Linked DNA regions of Macaca fascicularis: region 1 is linked to region 2. Evidence: chromatin contacts called from public Hi-C data. All regions are on one chromosome and are shown on one strand. The core of a region is the stretch at or near the end of the contact, and the rest is flanking DNA. Distances in the headings are between cores, read along the strand shown.

Region 1 (7,261 bases), core at 907-3,406, 100 kb after region 2:
ATCTGGATTTTAAAGTTTTATCATTAAAAATAAAACCTCAAGAAGAGTAGCTAAGATGTTTGGGGATTGATGAGGGAATTTCTTTGCATAGAATCCAAACAACAAAAAGTAGTTTTCAAAAAGGTAATGCAGCTAAACCTATCGAAAATCAGAAACTAAATTCAAGGAGAAATGAGAAAAAAGGAAAACATATTTGTAGCACGTGGCAAGAGGTCAATCTTCTTTTTTTTATTTTCTTTTTTTTGAGATGGAGTCTTGCACTGTCGCCTGGGCGGGAGTGCAAGTGGCACGATCTTGGCTCACTGCAACCTCTGTCTCTAGGGTTCAAGCAATTCTCCTGCCTTAGTCTCCCACGTAGCTGGGATTGCAGGCAGCCACCACCATGCCCAGCTAACTTTTATATTTTTAGTAGAGACAGGGTTTCACCATGTTGGCCAGGCTGGTCTCAAACTCCTGATCTTGTGATTTGCCCGCCTCGGCAAACACTTCCCAAAGTGTTGGAATTAGAGGCGTGAGCCACCGCACCCTGCCCGAGGTCAATCATCTTAACTAAAATTACCTAAGGATCAATTTAAAAATGAACAATAGGAAAATGGGCAAAGCACACAAATATGCGATCTTCAGAAATACAAACAAACAGTAATCATGAACATGTCAAAACTCACAAGTCACTAAAAAATGAAATAAACTTGATAACATCTTTTGCTTATTAAGCTGTTTTAAGGCTTTTAACATTTTAAATAATTAAAAATAAATAGAAAACCTTTAAAGGTTTTTGTCATGTTGATGTTATTACAAACAATGTTGGAATAGGCATCCTTGAATAGAAATCTTCGTTTGTATATCATCATTTCTTTAGGATGATTTACTATGTATCACTCAGGGTTCAGCAGAAAAACAGAAAGTACAGCCATTATTTTAACAGAGAGAATTTAATATAGGGAACTGGTTAAACAGATGTCTAAGTCTGTAAATGCTAAAAGGGAGCTCTGAGGTTAGCAGAGATATTAAATGTATGAAACTAGCTCCCTAGAATTGGGGAACAAAGGCAAGAGATTGGATTATTAGAAACTAGACACTCAAGAGGTCCCTTGCTGAGAGCTGAGATGGTTTGTTCACAAGGAGAAAAGCGGAATGTTCATTAAAAAGACATTCTGAAAAGGAAAAGGAAATGCCTGGCATTCCTTCTCCATCTCCCCTTCAACTTAAAACAAACAGCTCTATGTGCTTCAGAAAAATAATCCAAATAGATACATAAAAAGTATGAGAATTTTGCCACCATAAATACTAAGGCCCACCAAAATTCTGCAGTGCTTTGGAAAATAGGTTAAAAAGTACATATGATATAAAATATGAGCTTTGTAGTGGCCATCATTATCCTGAGTAAAAGAAAAACAAAATACTCTAGGAATTAAGACAAAAAATAGAAAATCAAATTATACTAAAAAAACTTCCATTGTAAAAATCAATTGAAGTCAATTTGACATTTAAGTGATGGGTTGGTTGGTTGGTTGGTTGGTTGGTTGACTGAAAGCAACAATTTTATTTATGTTTCAGGATGTATGATTGTGTGGCCTGACAATCTCAGAAAGTAAAAGCAAAGAAATTGAAAGACACGGAAAGAACTAGGCCAGGACCAGCACTGGCCTTAATATCCAGTTCACTGAGATGGTGAGGTTCCAAATCTTTAGAAGCCCTAATATATTTTACATAGTTTGACAGCATAAAGCAGGAAGAACTGACTGAAAAATATGTGTTAGCAGACTTGCTGACTACTTTCACCAAATAATAATTAACTGTCAAGTGGCAAAATAAAGGAGCAAAGCTAATAGCTTTACTATCTATGCAGCACCAAATAACTCAAAACCAGATGGGTATACACGTACAGAACAGCTGAAAGCTAAATTCGCTATTTTCCGTGAAACTCCGACAGCCCCACAAATGGCATTTAGCTCCATAGTAAACCATCCTCTAGGTCAGCAGGAAGCTCATTATGGGCTGACAGTCCAGGAGACAAGCACTTTTCAGGGAGCTACCATAGTAATTTCCTGTGTGAAAAGCTCACTGCTGTTCTTGCATTCCTCAGGGTGCATTTCTTCTCATCTCAGAGGATGTTTCTCTTCCACAGGAAGAGGAAGGAACCAGTTGTTACTGGATGTGTGGGCTGAGAGCTGTTGGGCATTTTCAGCGTGCCTCGGTCTCAGCTGTGGGAACTGGGGATGCAGCTTAGATTTCCAGGCCTGGGACAGTCGATATTACTGCAGTAGTCTCGGGCGTCACAGTTTAGAAATACACTATCTCAGGAAGTTGGAAGGCAGAAATAATACCTGGAACACCTCCAGTTCCCAGAAACGTGCTAATTTTCTGAAGGAAATTCTAAAAAGTATTTACTGGGCTCCCAAATAGCATGATTTATAAATCCTTTTGTAAAATTTCCTTTTTTTTTTTTTCTGTCTTCACATTTTGTATGGCAAAGTTCAAGTCCTAAATCACGTTTGTCAATAGAAATAAGGACAAGTTTCACTGCATGAAGTATTCTTTAACTAGGACTATTTTAAAAAACTTAAAGAGTATCAAATTTTTGGTAAATTCATTAATATGTTTTCTTTCCCTGTGACTTTGAAACTTAAAGAGAAAGAAGGTCAAATTAGTATACTTGTCAGTATATCTTCATTAAAAAATTGGGACTTAGTGATTATTACTATTTTTATTAAAAAGCATATTTTATTTGAAGGGTGAAAGAAGCCTCTGGTTTTCATTGTTAATCTTTTATTACAGGGATACTGTTAGTAAACTTTGCAGCTATCCAGATTATCTATCTTGAAAAAAAAAAAAAAAAAGCCATGTTGCTTTAACAAACTAAAACACTTTAGCATTTTAGTAGTTTTATTTATTTTTTTACAATCCCAAAGCAATTTTTTTTTTAAAGGTCAGCCATCACATTCACAACTGTTAGCAGTTTTTATAACATATGGGTCATGATGTACTTCAAAAGCAAGGATCCAACTGATTTGCAAATAGTCTCTTTCCAGTCTCTAATATTTTCTCTCCTATCTCTATTTTAAAGATTGTATCTGAAAAAATGTAAATGTGTTTTCTATTTCTAAATGGCAAGAGATCTTTGAAAATGTTGTGTTTTTCCTCATTTATTTGTTAGTTATCATGTATATTCTGTTTTTTAACTGTCTTTGACAATTTAATTACCTCACTTAATTTCAAAGGGGAATGTTTTTAAATTGTTTCTCAAACCTTATAAAAATTCCTCTTTTGCTCCAATTAAGCATCTTAGGGTATAACATTTAACTTTTTGTGTTACCGGATAAAAAATTACTGTATCCACTTGACATATTTACTATCATTTGCAGTTAAGATAAAAAGTCTCTTAACTCTTAAAAGGAAGATATATTGAGGGAGGTACCAGAGACCTGGATCCTATAAATGCCTAAGTTCATTTCCTTTCATACCCTTAGAGCAGGGACAGGAGAAACATACCGCAGAGCCACTAAACCAGCACTTAAAGATACCATACAAATGTCTGTTTCCTAATGCTTAGGAAGCAGCCACAAAGTTATAGATAAACACACCTAGTTTCAGAAGTCATATGCACTAAACTGCCAAATCCAATGCCACCATACAAACTGTTGCAAAGTTTAAAAACTTTACATTGCATATGACCATTTTACACTTTCAAAGTTGTAAGTTTTAGTTTTAAGACATTGAAGTTCACATACAGTGTGTTCTTTTAGTCTTTCCAAATCTTTGCTTATATAAGCAATTAGGAACTGAAATAACTCTGAACTAGTTACGCAATGTTGTCTAGTAACCAGGATGAACTGTTGCCACAACATTCATGGAAATATTCTCTCTGTATCTGCAAGTTTATTCTTTGTGTGTCCATATATTTTGTCAGCACATTAATATTTTTCAGGTAGTATATACCATATGACAATCTCCAAGTAAGTGTATAACCTTTTTCTTCCTAAAAGTAGGCTGATGCAAAAAAACTTTCTGAAAGAGAATCCAATGTACTTTGCTAAAAAATAAAAATCCAAATGACATCTAGGAAGGGGTGTGCTTCCTAAAGTCATGGAAATAGCAGAGTATCTCTTGCACTGATTCAGCTGATCACTTTTCTGATCCTAGAACAGAATACAGGAAAACCATGATTCTTTTTCTCTCATCAGCCCCTCTGCCAAAATGATGCAGAGCCAGGAGATATTCTCAGCTATCCTGAGATTACTCAAGGCTACGTCTTACTGTCCCTGGGGAAAGGAGATAGGGAATCCCACAGCTGACATTCACTCTGTCAGGAAATCCTCTTGGCTCTGCCTTCAAAATACACCCAGAATCCAATTGCTTATCACCACCTCTTCTGCTACCTTCCTGGGTCAAGCCAGTATTGCCTCCCGTCTGAGTATTTCACTAGCTTCCTAATGAGTCTCCTTGTCTACCCCCATCAACATCCCCAACCTGTTTTCTTACAGCAGGCAGAGTGAACCTGTTAAGATACAAGTCATATCATGTCCCTCCCTCTGTAGGAAACCCCCCAGTGGCTCCTATGTCACCTGCAATCTGGCCTTCTATCACTGCTCCCACTCTCCTGGAGGGCCCTTCCCACATAGCCATACGACTTGCTCCCTTCACTCCTTCAGCTCTTTACTCACATGCCACCTGTCACGTGACTCTTGTCCTAGCCATACTAGCTAAAATTGCAGCCCTCTCCTATCTTTTCCTCTCTGACTTCAGTGCCTTTTTCACCTTTGTGTTCCCTATACTATATACAGTTTATTTTTTAGATCTGTGAATTGCATTTCTCTGACTGGAATATAGAATGTAGGCTTCTCTGGAGCAGGTATTTTTCTTTCCTTCACATTCTCTAAAGCCAAGAATAGTGAGTTAATAAATACTTATTCACAGACCGATGTGTGTGAGTAGGCATCCTTCCTGGATCCCACCACATCTGCTGTCAATTGATTTAGGCAACTTAAAGACTCTAAACTAGACTGATGCATTTTTATTACCATGGTTCATATATGTTTGATTTCTTCTGAAGCAACTACTTATACCTTGCTTTCGCTCCAGGCACGTTGGCTCATGCCTATAATCTCAGCACTTTGGGAGGCCGAGGTGGGCGGATCACTTGAGGTCAGGAGTTCGAGACCAGCTTGGCCAACATGGTGAAACCCTGTCTCTACTAAAAAATACAAAAATTAGCTGGGCGTGATGGCAGGTGCCTGTAATCCCAACTGCTCAGGAAGCTGAGGCAGAAGAATCACTTGAACCCGAGAGGCGGAGGTTGCAGTGAGCCGAGGTAGCACCACTGCACTTCAGCCTGGGTGACAGAGTGAGAGACCTTGTCTCAAAAAAGAAAAAAAAAAAAAAGAAAAAAGAACTGGTCAAAGGTTTTCTTCTAGAGAAGTCCTCTAGCTTACTCCAGCCCATTAATGATCTCTTCTGAATACCGCCCAATAACAATCTCTCATCGACATTTATGTATACTTGACGTCTAATGTTCTGAAACCAACATTGATTTCTTCTTACTCAGTTAGTTCTGTCCAGCTAGATTATTTGTTTCTTGAGGTCAGGCAGCCAGCTTGGTATCTCCCTCAGCATCTCATGTAATGCCTTCATGCAGGGCAGCTTTAACTATTTTGACTGATAGAACATCAAAAGACTGTAGACCTTGGATTCTTTTCTATAACATAACTGCATGTTTATCGTAAATTAATTTGACTTGAAAGAAATAATATCCCTAATTCTAAAGAAATGCATACACATATTCTGCATTATGTTCATATTAAGCACAGTTGCCAGGATGAAGATGAGAACACTGTGTCAACTCTGAGAAGAGTCCAGTATTTTGGCAATCAAAGGAACAACAGCAAGATTATCAACTTCATTTTGTTCATTTGTAAGACAATAAAATTAATACATCAGAATTTAAGAATTTTCCTAAAGATAAAAAATAATCCTAGAGTCTTTTAAGATAAATTTTATTTACAGTTGGTTTAAAACTTTTTTTTTTTTTTTTTTTTTTGAGATGGAGTCTCACTCTGTTGCCCAGGCTGGAGTGCAGTGGCACAATCTCAGCTCACTGCAACCTCCACCTCCCGGGTTCAAGCAGTTCTCCTGCCTCAGCCTCTCAAGTAGCTGGAATTATAGGCACACACCACCAGGCCCAGTTAATTTTTGTATTTTTAGTAGAGACAGTGTTTTGTCACGTTGGCCAGGCTAGTCCGGAACCCCGGACCTCAGGTGATGCACCTGCCTTGGCCTTCCAAACGGCTAGGATTACAGGTGTAAGGCACTGTGCCCAGCCAGTTTAAAACTCTTTATATTAGGATACAGGAAACAAATTCTTATCTTGCTTGTCTTTTTAGAAGAGAGGAGTGGGACATCCCATGTAGCCACACCACACGTCAATGCTAATGATAAATGCCCTAGCATAATTTTGATAGAATCCTGGTCTAGTTCTAACTACGAAATGAAAACATTAAAAGACTCAAATGGAATCTTGAACTAAATAATCTTTAGAAAATTAGTACATAATTGACAATATAATCAGAATAAAGAGTCAGGAATTTGAGAACAACAATTTAAAACTATGTTTATATGGCCACCAGTATATTCCTTTACAGAAACTTTTTTTTTTTTTAACAATAAAGCTTTAAAAATAGAGATTAGTAACAGCTTATTTTGATCCACAAATATTGTGTCAAATTTCCTGCTTGACATTAGAGACACAAGTGCAAGCCACAAAGATACCACCTGTTAAAGACTGTATGCCACAATTTCTTCTCTGTAGTGAGAAGACATCAGAGCACAGACACTGGTACACTTGCGTCTACAAATCTTCCTGAATATAATATTAAATCAAGTGAAAGTAGAAATAGAGGCCATTTCTTACACCATAACAAACTTCTTTTATGCTACTAAGAAATTTGACAAATTAAGGTTTAAAGAGACATGTTTTTCATGTCCTATCTTGATGAAATGAATATTTAAGGAAATGTCCAGTCTACAAAAACCAAACAATCAACCCTCAAAAGAAACAGTAACTACAATAACAAAAATTACCTTTAAACACTACTTTTTTTGGCTTCCAGTATTTCTCCAGGTTTTTAAATTACAATCACATGCAAAGTACACACCCAAAATATTGAATGCAATTGTGCTTCATGCCAAAGCAGAAAAAAATCCCCTTTACAATTATGTCTGATTTGTTGTGCAGAAACAAAAGAGAAACCGTCAATGTAGGGAG
Region 2 (7,763 bases), core at 231-2,730:
CACCTGCCAGAACGAGAAAAGCAATCGTGTAACCCGAGAAGCCGTAGTAGTTTTCACAGCTTGTAAGAACCGCAACCCGGCGCAAGAAACACCACAAGCACCCTACGAACCCCCTACATACAGAACCATAAATAATAGAAATACACTTTAAATGTGCACCCTCGGGAATGGAACGAACGGGCCCGCCTCGCCAGAGAACCCTTATTCGTTTGAATCCGGAAATACACAAAATGGCAACTTTTTGGAATATTTTGAAAGCTAGGATGTGCCAATTTGCATCCCCAACAATCTCTCCGGTCCTCCAAATCTTAATTCAAAATCGAACGATAGAAAATAGGGTGATGGAGGAGAATGTTCTGGGTAAGAAGGCGCAGAACCCGTTAGAAAGAAACCGCCGGTACCCGCAGCCGGAAGCGGGTGGATTCTGAGCCGGCCCGGTTCTCTGGTGCGGAACGCGCGGTTCGCGGCCGATACCTTGCCGGCTGCCGGCCCCTAGGCTAGCAGCGCGGCTCCGAAGCGCCAGCTGAGCGCAGCAGAGGCATTTTCAGTCCACGCGCCCCGCCCGCAGCCCTGCGCCCCTCGCCCTGCCCCGCGCGCGGAGTTCCCCGGGCGCGTACCTTCCAGGTAGAACGCCCGGCAACCCTCGTCCTTGAGCTTCTTGAGCAGCAGCCCTAGCACTGACTCGCCGCCCGTATTCTCGTTCCAGTCGCTGCTGCTCTCGTCGTAGAGCACCACTGTGTCGGTGCCGCAGCGCCGGGTGAAGCGGTCCCGGTCCTCGCCGCGCGTGAAGAGTGCGCGCACCGGCAGGTTGCCCTTCTGCAGGCGCCGCAGCATGATGCCCGGGATGGCCACGTTGATGGCCGACTCGATGTGCGACGACTCGTACAGCTCCTGCGGCCGGCAGTCCATCAGCAGCAGCCGCTCGTTGCCCAGCTCCAGCTGCTCGTTGAGCCACGCCACCGTCTTGCTGATCGCCATTTCCGACGCGAAGGGCACGGGTCTGAGCGTATCTATCATGGGGGTCGAGCTGCGGGAGAGGGCGGGGTGCCTACCAGACGCCCCTCGGGGCAGGCATAGGCCGAGCGCGCTGCGCGTGAAGCTGCCGCTCTCGGAGCGGGGTTTAATTCCGCCTCGCCTAACCCAAGCCGAGGCTAGCGGTTGGGGAAGACGAGACAGAAGTAAAGCCGGAGGTTCTTTCTGCACCCAGCTGCAGCCGCTGGCTGTTAGTGTCAATGAATCTCTCAATGAAGCTGCCCAGACAGTTTTTGTTCCTCCCCAGTGAATGAAATCCAATTAATTCGGACTCAGTTCTACTGAGAGGGGAGGAAAAAAAGTCTAGCGGTTCCTAATCCCTCCCGCCAAGTCTGCACCTCAAATCTACCCGGGCGTCTTTCTCCCCGGATTATTTAAGACTCGATTTGCTCACTATCCCTTGGACTCAGCCTCGCACACCCCCTGCGCGAGGCAGCTCCTCAATGGATACAAACAGCGAGCGTCTCAATGGATACATTCTCCGGGCCAGCCAATGAGCGTGCTGCGGAAGGGGCTGTTGCCGTGGGGACGGGCCGGCTGGAACAGGTTGTGTTGATGAATTGTTAATGAGTTTGTCATTCACAAAAACGGAAAGGAATTTCCGCTCCGGATAAGCCCCAGTGCAAACAAGCTGCAACAGCGGGCTCGGCGGGAGGAAGGAGAAAGAAGGGGAGGCGGCAGCGGAGGAGGAGCAGGGCACATAAACCAGGGCACTTCAGTTGTCTCATGTTTCCTTCTGTTGAGAGTTCACACTTCGCGTCGGAACTTTTGCGCACCAATGGCGCAATTAGCATGCACAAAAGCCCTTGTTCGCGACGCTAGCGTTCGCGAGCTAGCTTTAGGAAAACTTGTGCTGACTTTTTGTTCTTTGTATTCTCTTCAAACTCATTTGGACCCAAGTTCGCCTTAACCCTCCCCTCCCCCAACCCCCCTTCTTTAGGCGGTGTGTGGCATTTGTTTGCCAGTTTTAAAGGCCTAGCTCTGTTTGCTCTGATGTTCTTTTAGCCGAGGCTGTGTTGGGGCTGGTGAATTGACTGGGCTTTAGTGACCGATGAGGTGTTAAATGCTAATCCAACATATTTCGAAACAAACCAGGATTTTGTTGAAACATTTTAAAGCAAACAAACAAACGTCTGGTTGTTCAGAAAATCAGAAGGAAACCTTTTTTCTTAAAGTAACATTTTATTTTCTTTAAAACAATGTAGAGTGCAGAAACAAACTCTTAGGTCAGTCCAGTGCTTTTACTGTATTCCGCTCCAGCGGCGTGGGGAGTTACAAGCCATTGTTCCGGGGATCTAAATCTCTCCCCCCACCCCATCACCACCGTCGCCTGCTGGGGGGTCGCGCTCGTTAATGATTTCTGGGCAAGGAGCTCGGCTTCTGACGGAGGAGCCGGTCTGGCGGGGCTGCCTGGGCGAGGTGTGCTGGGACGCGCCGGGCCAGGCCGGCAGTCCCCGCCATGGGCGAGGAGTGGGGAAGGCCTGCAGGCTGCGGGGCCTCAGCAGGGGGGCTTGACGATTGGTTAGTTGGCAGGGAGGCATGTCAGAGGGGGCCTCCCCAGCCCTCTCCTGCCGCCGCCTCCTCCCTTTGTCCAGCGCCGGGCACTCCGGGGAGCACTAGTCGCGCCTGCGCGCTGCGCTCCCTGCCACCGCCCCGCTGTCCCCGTCTCCCCGCTTGGCGGGCAGGGGGTTGTGCGCGATGCAGTGGACGGGTACTGGGCTGAGCGCGGGACTCCCGGTTCCATAAAGATGTGGGGCGGGTGGGAGGAGCAAGGACGAGTGCCTGCCTGGACCCCCCTGGCTCCTGGCTCCCAAGGAGTCGAGGGGAACGTCTCTACCGCCCTGCAGAGCCAGCAGGTAACTTTGGGGAGGTGCCGGCCAGGCCAGTGAGCAGCGCTCGGCCCAGGCGCCGCGGGGCGGACGGACTGGAAGCCGGATGGAGGCGTGGCCGGGTGGGGGCCGCGGCGGCGGGGAGGCGCGTTCCCGGCGCGCAGAGCTCTATTGTTATATAAAAGTGCCGAGGCCTGCCCCTCCCGAGCGGAAAACCACCTGTGTGCGGCCAGCTCGGCGCGGGAGGGCCACGGCCGGAAGGCGCGGGCCCTAATCCGGCCTCCCCTCCCTAAACCCCGGCGGAAAAGAGGCCGCGCTTTGTCCCGCCGATGCCTGAGAGGCGGAAGCGGGGGCAGCCGCCCGGCGGGGTGCGGCTTTGGGGAGCGTCCCTCGCTGCGCTTTGCGCCCACCGTGAACACCGCGAGGGCGCCTAAGGTCGCGGGGTCTCCCTTCGCCCGACGCCCCGCACCCACGGGCATGCCTGCTGACACCCCCGCTGCAATTTGCATTTTTAGTTACCCGCCTCTTCCCTGGTTTGGGAAATGTAGGCTAAAAAAAGGCGGCTGCGAGGCCCAGGTTGCCAATTTTGGAGCTCTGCTGCAGGCAGGCCGCCCCTGGAGGAGCGTGTTCGACGAAGGTGGGGATTGCCGAGCTCTTCTCCGCACCATTTTTGGGCAGCCTTTGGAACAAAACTCCTATATTTCACTGGGTATCTTTTAGTTTCAGCCGTGGGAGGCCTGCGCTGGAGTTGACTCCCCCTATCCTCCCCGATCTGTCACAGAAGTTCCCACCCCGAGACGTTTCAGTCATTGGGACCTGGGGACAGGGAGGGAAGAGGCAGGATGCCCTGCAGAGGAACTGAGAAGAGCAAACCTGTTGGAGATTCAGCGCAGCACCTCCAACAGAAGAGAAAGGGAGGGAAGTTGGGTTTCCACTTTGCCTGTTTTAATACGCAGCTACCTGACTATGACTATAGATTCGAGAGGATACATCGAAACTGTAGTTTTTACCCATGCTTCTGAACTCTATTGCCAAGGGAATGCCGATCTTTCCTGGCGCATTGGCTAAGTGGCGTTCTGACCGCTCAGTCCTAGAAATGCTGAGAAAAGGGCTTCTGGAGTGGGACGGCCCTCGTTTGCATTATGTCCCCCAGTTCTTCCTAGGTATGCGCCCTTAGTTAAATCATTTAGTTGTTCTAAGTTGCAGTCTTCTTTATAATGAAGATAAAACTATCTGCTTCATAGGGTCCCTGTGACAACAAAATGGGTACGGTGAAATGTCCTAAAGTGATGGTGGGGTGCTATTAGCTGTTGGAATTAATTTTTTATGCTTCTGAATTGAGGATCTGTGAAAAGGCCTCGGTTTGGGGGCACGGTTTGGGCATCCCACAGATGCCCCTTGAGGCTTGCTTGACAGCCCGCCTGCACTCGCTCATCTCCAGGAAAGCCCTCTGAGGTACTACCCTAACCGATTTAATCCGTTCCAATTCAGCTGTCAAGTAAAGGAGGTGTTATCGTGGACCAGGATCAAAATCCTTTAGCACGATTATCAGAATGGACCCAGCTACATTTCTGACTTCTCTCTACTGGTTACCTTTGAAACACTGTGTTCTCCAGTCACAGCAAACTGATATAACAATGCCTATTAGGCACTTACTACACGATGGGTGGTATCGTGTTGTTTCTGTGTTTACGTGCATAATTTCGGACAGTCTTCAGAAAAGACGTAAATTATCCCCATTACAAAGATTAAGGAATTTGCCCAAGGTCACACAGTAGCAACAGAGAGTGTCAAGACGTGAGGCCAAACCCTTTACAGACTCTTAAGGATGCCCACATGCACGGATTATATATAGTGTTGTGGACACTATACTCACCTCCACGTGGTATTCCCTGCCCACATATGAAGAATCTCAAGGGAAGCATTTTGAATTTTGACCTCCAGGCTTTCTCCAGCCTCACGTTTTTTGTTGCATCCTCCCTACAGAGGTCAAAGATCAAAAGTTAGGCTACTTTCCCTGCTCCTTTTACACATCAGTGGTTTTCTTTGCACGCAACTCTTCATCAGTCAGCCATTCACTAAATGTTGCGTCTTCTCTCTCCCTTAGAATATGCCATAGATCCTAATCTTCACAAGTGCCATCAAGTGCCATTGCTTATCTAGTGCATCAGCACAGCACATAAGCCTGGGTTCAAACCTCTGTCACTCACTGGTCATCTGGGCCTCACTTCATTCATTCACTGACGCATTTATTCTAGATTCCAGGAAAGCAGCAGAGAATAAACAGACAAGAATAGCCTGCCTCACTGAAGTTTACATTCTAATGAGGACAGTCCAATAAAACAAATAATTATATATTAGAAAGTGAAAGCGCTATAGAGAAAAAGCAAGAAAAGGAATTCGGAAGTGTGTAACATTGGGAATATATATTCCTCCCTCAAAGGACTGTGAGGTAGAGACAACTGAGATGACACACGAGAAGTGTAGGGCACAAAGTCCGTATTCAGAAGATGATTTTTAAAATATCACCACTTGGGGGAGGGGAGGGATAGCATTACAAGATATACCTAATGTAAACGACGAGTTAATGGGTGCAGCATACCAACATGGCACATGTATACACATGTAACAAACCTGCACATTGTGCACATGTACCCTAGAACTTTAATAAAAATTAAAAAAATATATATCGCCACTTCATTCCTGCATAAGGCATGCTGTTGGTGGTGATCTTGCCATTCCTGTGAGGCACTGAGGAAAAGGTCTCTTAGGAGATAAGGGCTTTAGTAGTTTGGAAGAATTATAGGCTTCCTTAATTCTGGAGGCCTCGGTGCCCTTCAGAGGATATCATTCATATGAAGAGGGCTGTGTTTAAAGACTGGAGATAGCAGATTATCTGTGATCCATTCTCATGAGTGCAGAGAAGCACTTTCATAGATCCTCATTTCTCTGTGTGTGTGTATGTGTGCACTGAGCGCCTGTGCTTGTGCTTGAATTCCTCCTGGTGTTTCCCTCTGGAAAGTTCCTTAAAAATTGTTAGTTAAAAGACAATTTGTTAAAAAGCTGTGTCCTTTGGTTATAAAATTTTCTCAAAGCAATTCGAGAAACATTCCAATTTTGCAGGAATTTACCTGAGTTCAAGGACACTTGCGATTTATAAGATCCAAATGGGCTAGCATGACCTTTAATCTTCTTGGAATAATCTCTATGAATACAATGACATTTATTAACACATCATGTGAAAACAGTTAAACAGATTTTCAGCAAACAAGAAGAGTTTGGGAAGTTCTGACTTAAAATGTAAATGCATTTAGGGGTCCCAGGTAGGCCCTCAAAGTGACAGTGGCTTTCAGTGCAGCCGAAACTTCGAAACTGAATTTAACCGTATTTGGGGTGCACGAAACTCACCCTAAAGTCTTCTGACGAGTGCTTTTAAAATATACCAAAAGGCCGGCACGGTGGCTCACGCCTGTAATCCCAGCACTTTGGGAGGCCGAGGCGGGCGGATCACGAGGTCAGGAGATCCAGACCATCCTGGCTAACACAGTGAAACCCCGTCTCTACTAAAAATACAAAAAATTAGCCGGGCGTGGTGGCGGGCGCCTGTAGTCCCAGGTACTGGGGAAGCTGAGGCAGGAGAATGGCGTGAACCAGGGAGGCGGAGCTTGCAGTGAGCCGAGATCGCGCCACTGCACTCTAGCCTGGGCGACAGAGCGAGACTCCGTCTCAAAAAAAAAAAAAAAGAAAGAAAGAAAAGAAAAGATACCAAGAAGCTGTACCACAACAGTCAACTGAGGAACACAAGAGGCCTAAGGAACTGACAATAGGTAACATGACTCATAGGCAGTGATAGGCTGTGAGAAAGCCAAAGGGAATTTCAAATACCCCCAATTAAAATTCCATGAGGGCAGCCCCTGGGAATTGCAGATCCAGGTTTACTATCAAACTGCTTCTCACGTGAAAGCTCCGTGCAGCTTGTCCCATGGTGAGGAGCTGGAAGGTCTTACTGAGCACGGGTTAATGATTTCCCCAAAAATGTGGGGGAAGGGGAAAGGCAGGCTAGGTTAGACCTCAAGGCAGAGGTAGCTAGACAGCAACACCAGAATCACTCACCCACAGGCATATCTAGTGGGAGAGTGGAGCTTCCCTGTGAACGAGATGGCACATTCGTGCATTGCCAGGATGATCCCACCTGAAGAAAAATGTAAACTATTGTGAAATTCAGACTTTAGCCAATTTGGCTAAGCTTTTAAAAATTATGGTCTTCGTCAGCTTTCTTGCATTTCTGTTTCCAATCATCTGACGAAAGACAAATTAATTTACATTCAGGCTCCCGTAGAGACTTTATCTAGAATTTTTTTAAAGCTAGACAGTCTCTAGCAAAGAAATTCATTTAAAGATAGCAATGTTAATTTTTTATTTCAGATGTTTTAATTCCATCCCTTCCACTGGGAAAATATTCATTGATTCTTCTTCCTTATCCTTTATTTTTACAAAGCAGGAAATGTAAAAAGTATATATAAATGTATATATAAGAAACTGTCACGATGTTGGCATTTCTGCAGTACATTTCTGAGTAAGCACATTTACCTTCTTTTGGAAAGGAGATGAGGGTACCTTGTTTCCCATTGTTCTGTTTCGAAAGCCCCAGCAATGATCCTTAGTGGGAAAGTATAGCTTACATTGCCAGCCAGGGAGGTGAGAGGCTATATGTATTCAGCTCTCCAGAACCTTCTCATGTCCTGTCCTGAAGCACCACACGTGGTGTCAGGGGCATTATCCATGTTGCATCTACATGTGGAATATTTGCCTTGAGCCTCCCTGTGTGGGCTATGTTTCCTCTGGTGACTTTTCTCTCCATCTTGTGTTCCGTTATTTACGCAGGTGTGAGTAGTACATATA

What was found. A called contact is a pair of places that touch in the nucleus more often than the background predicts.
Region 1: a contact with region 2 is called in a Hi-C map of liver, with 4 times the contacts expected there. The contact joins the enhancer-like site here to the promoter of DUSP6 in region 2. A contact is called at or near these places in 2 of 2 Hi-C or Micro-C datasets (liver and skeletal muscle).

The regions. Positions count from the first base shown.
Region 1 is chr11:96,420,180-96,427,440 of T2T-MFA8v1.1, forward strand. All of the region lies in intron 11 of POC1B (POC1 centriolar protein B), which reads right to left. Among named protein-coding and RNA genes, the nearest start is that of GALNT4, 67 kb to the right of the region's middle. Within about 2 kb of position 2,157, at least 4 of the 6 cell types and tissues checked have an H3K27ac peak or open chromatin away from gene starts, as enhancers often do. A contact at or near this core is called in liver, where this site is marked.
Region 2 is chr11:96,317,277-96,325,039 of T2T-MFA8v1.1, forward strand. It overlaps DUSP6 (dual specificity phosphatase 6), which reads right to left and starts at 1,481. Exons shown (of 3, transcript XM_005571831.4): 1 at 618-1,481; 2 at 1-3. The coding sequence starts at 1,017. LOC123567559 (a long non-coding RNA gene) reads right to left here. Exons shown (of 4, transcript XR_006690572.3): 2 at 6,975-7,053; 3 at 5,993-6,066; 4 at 2,195-4,841.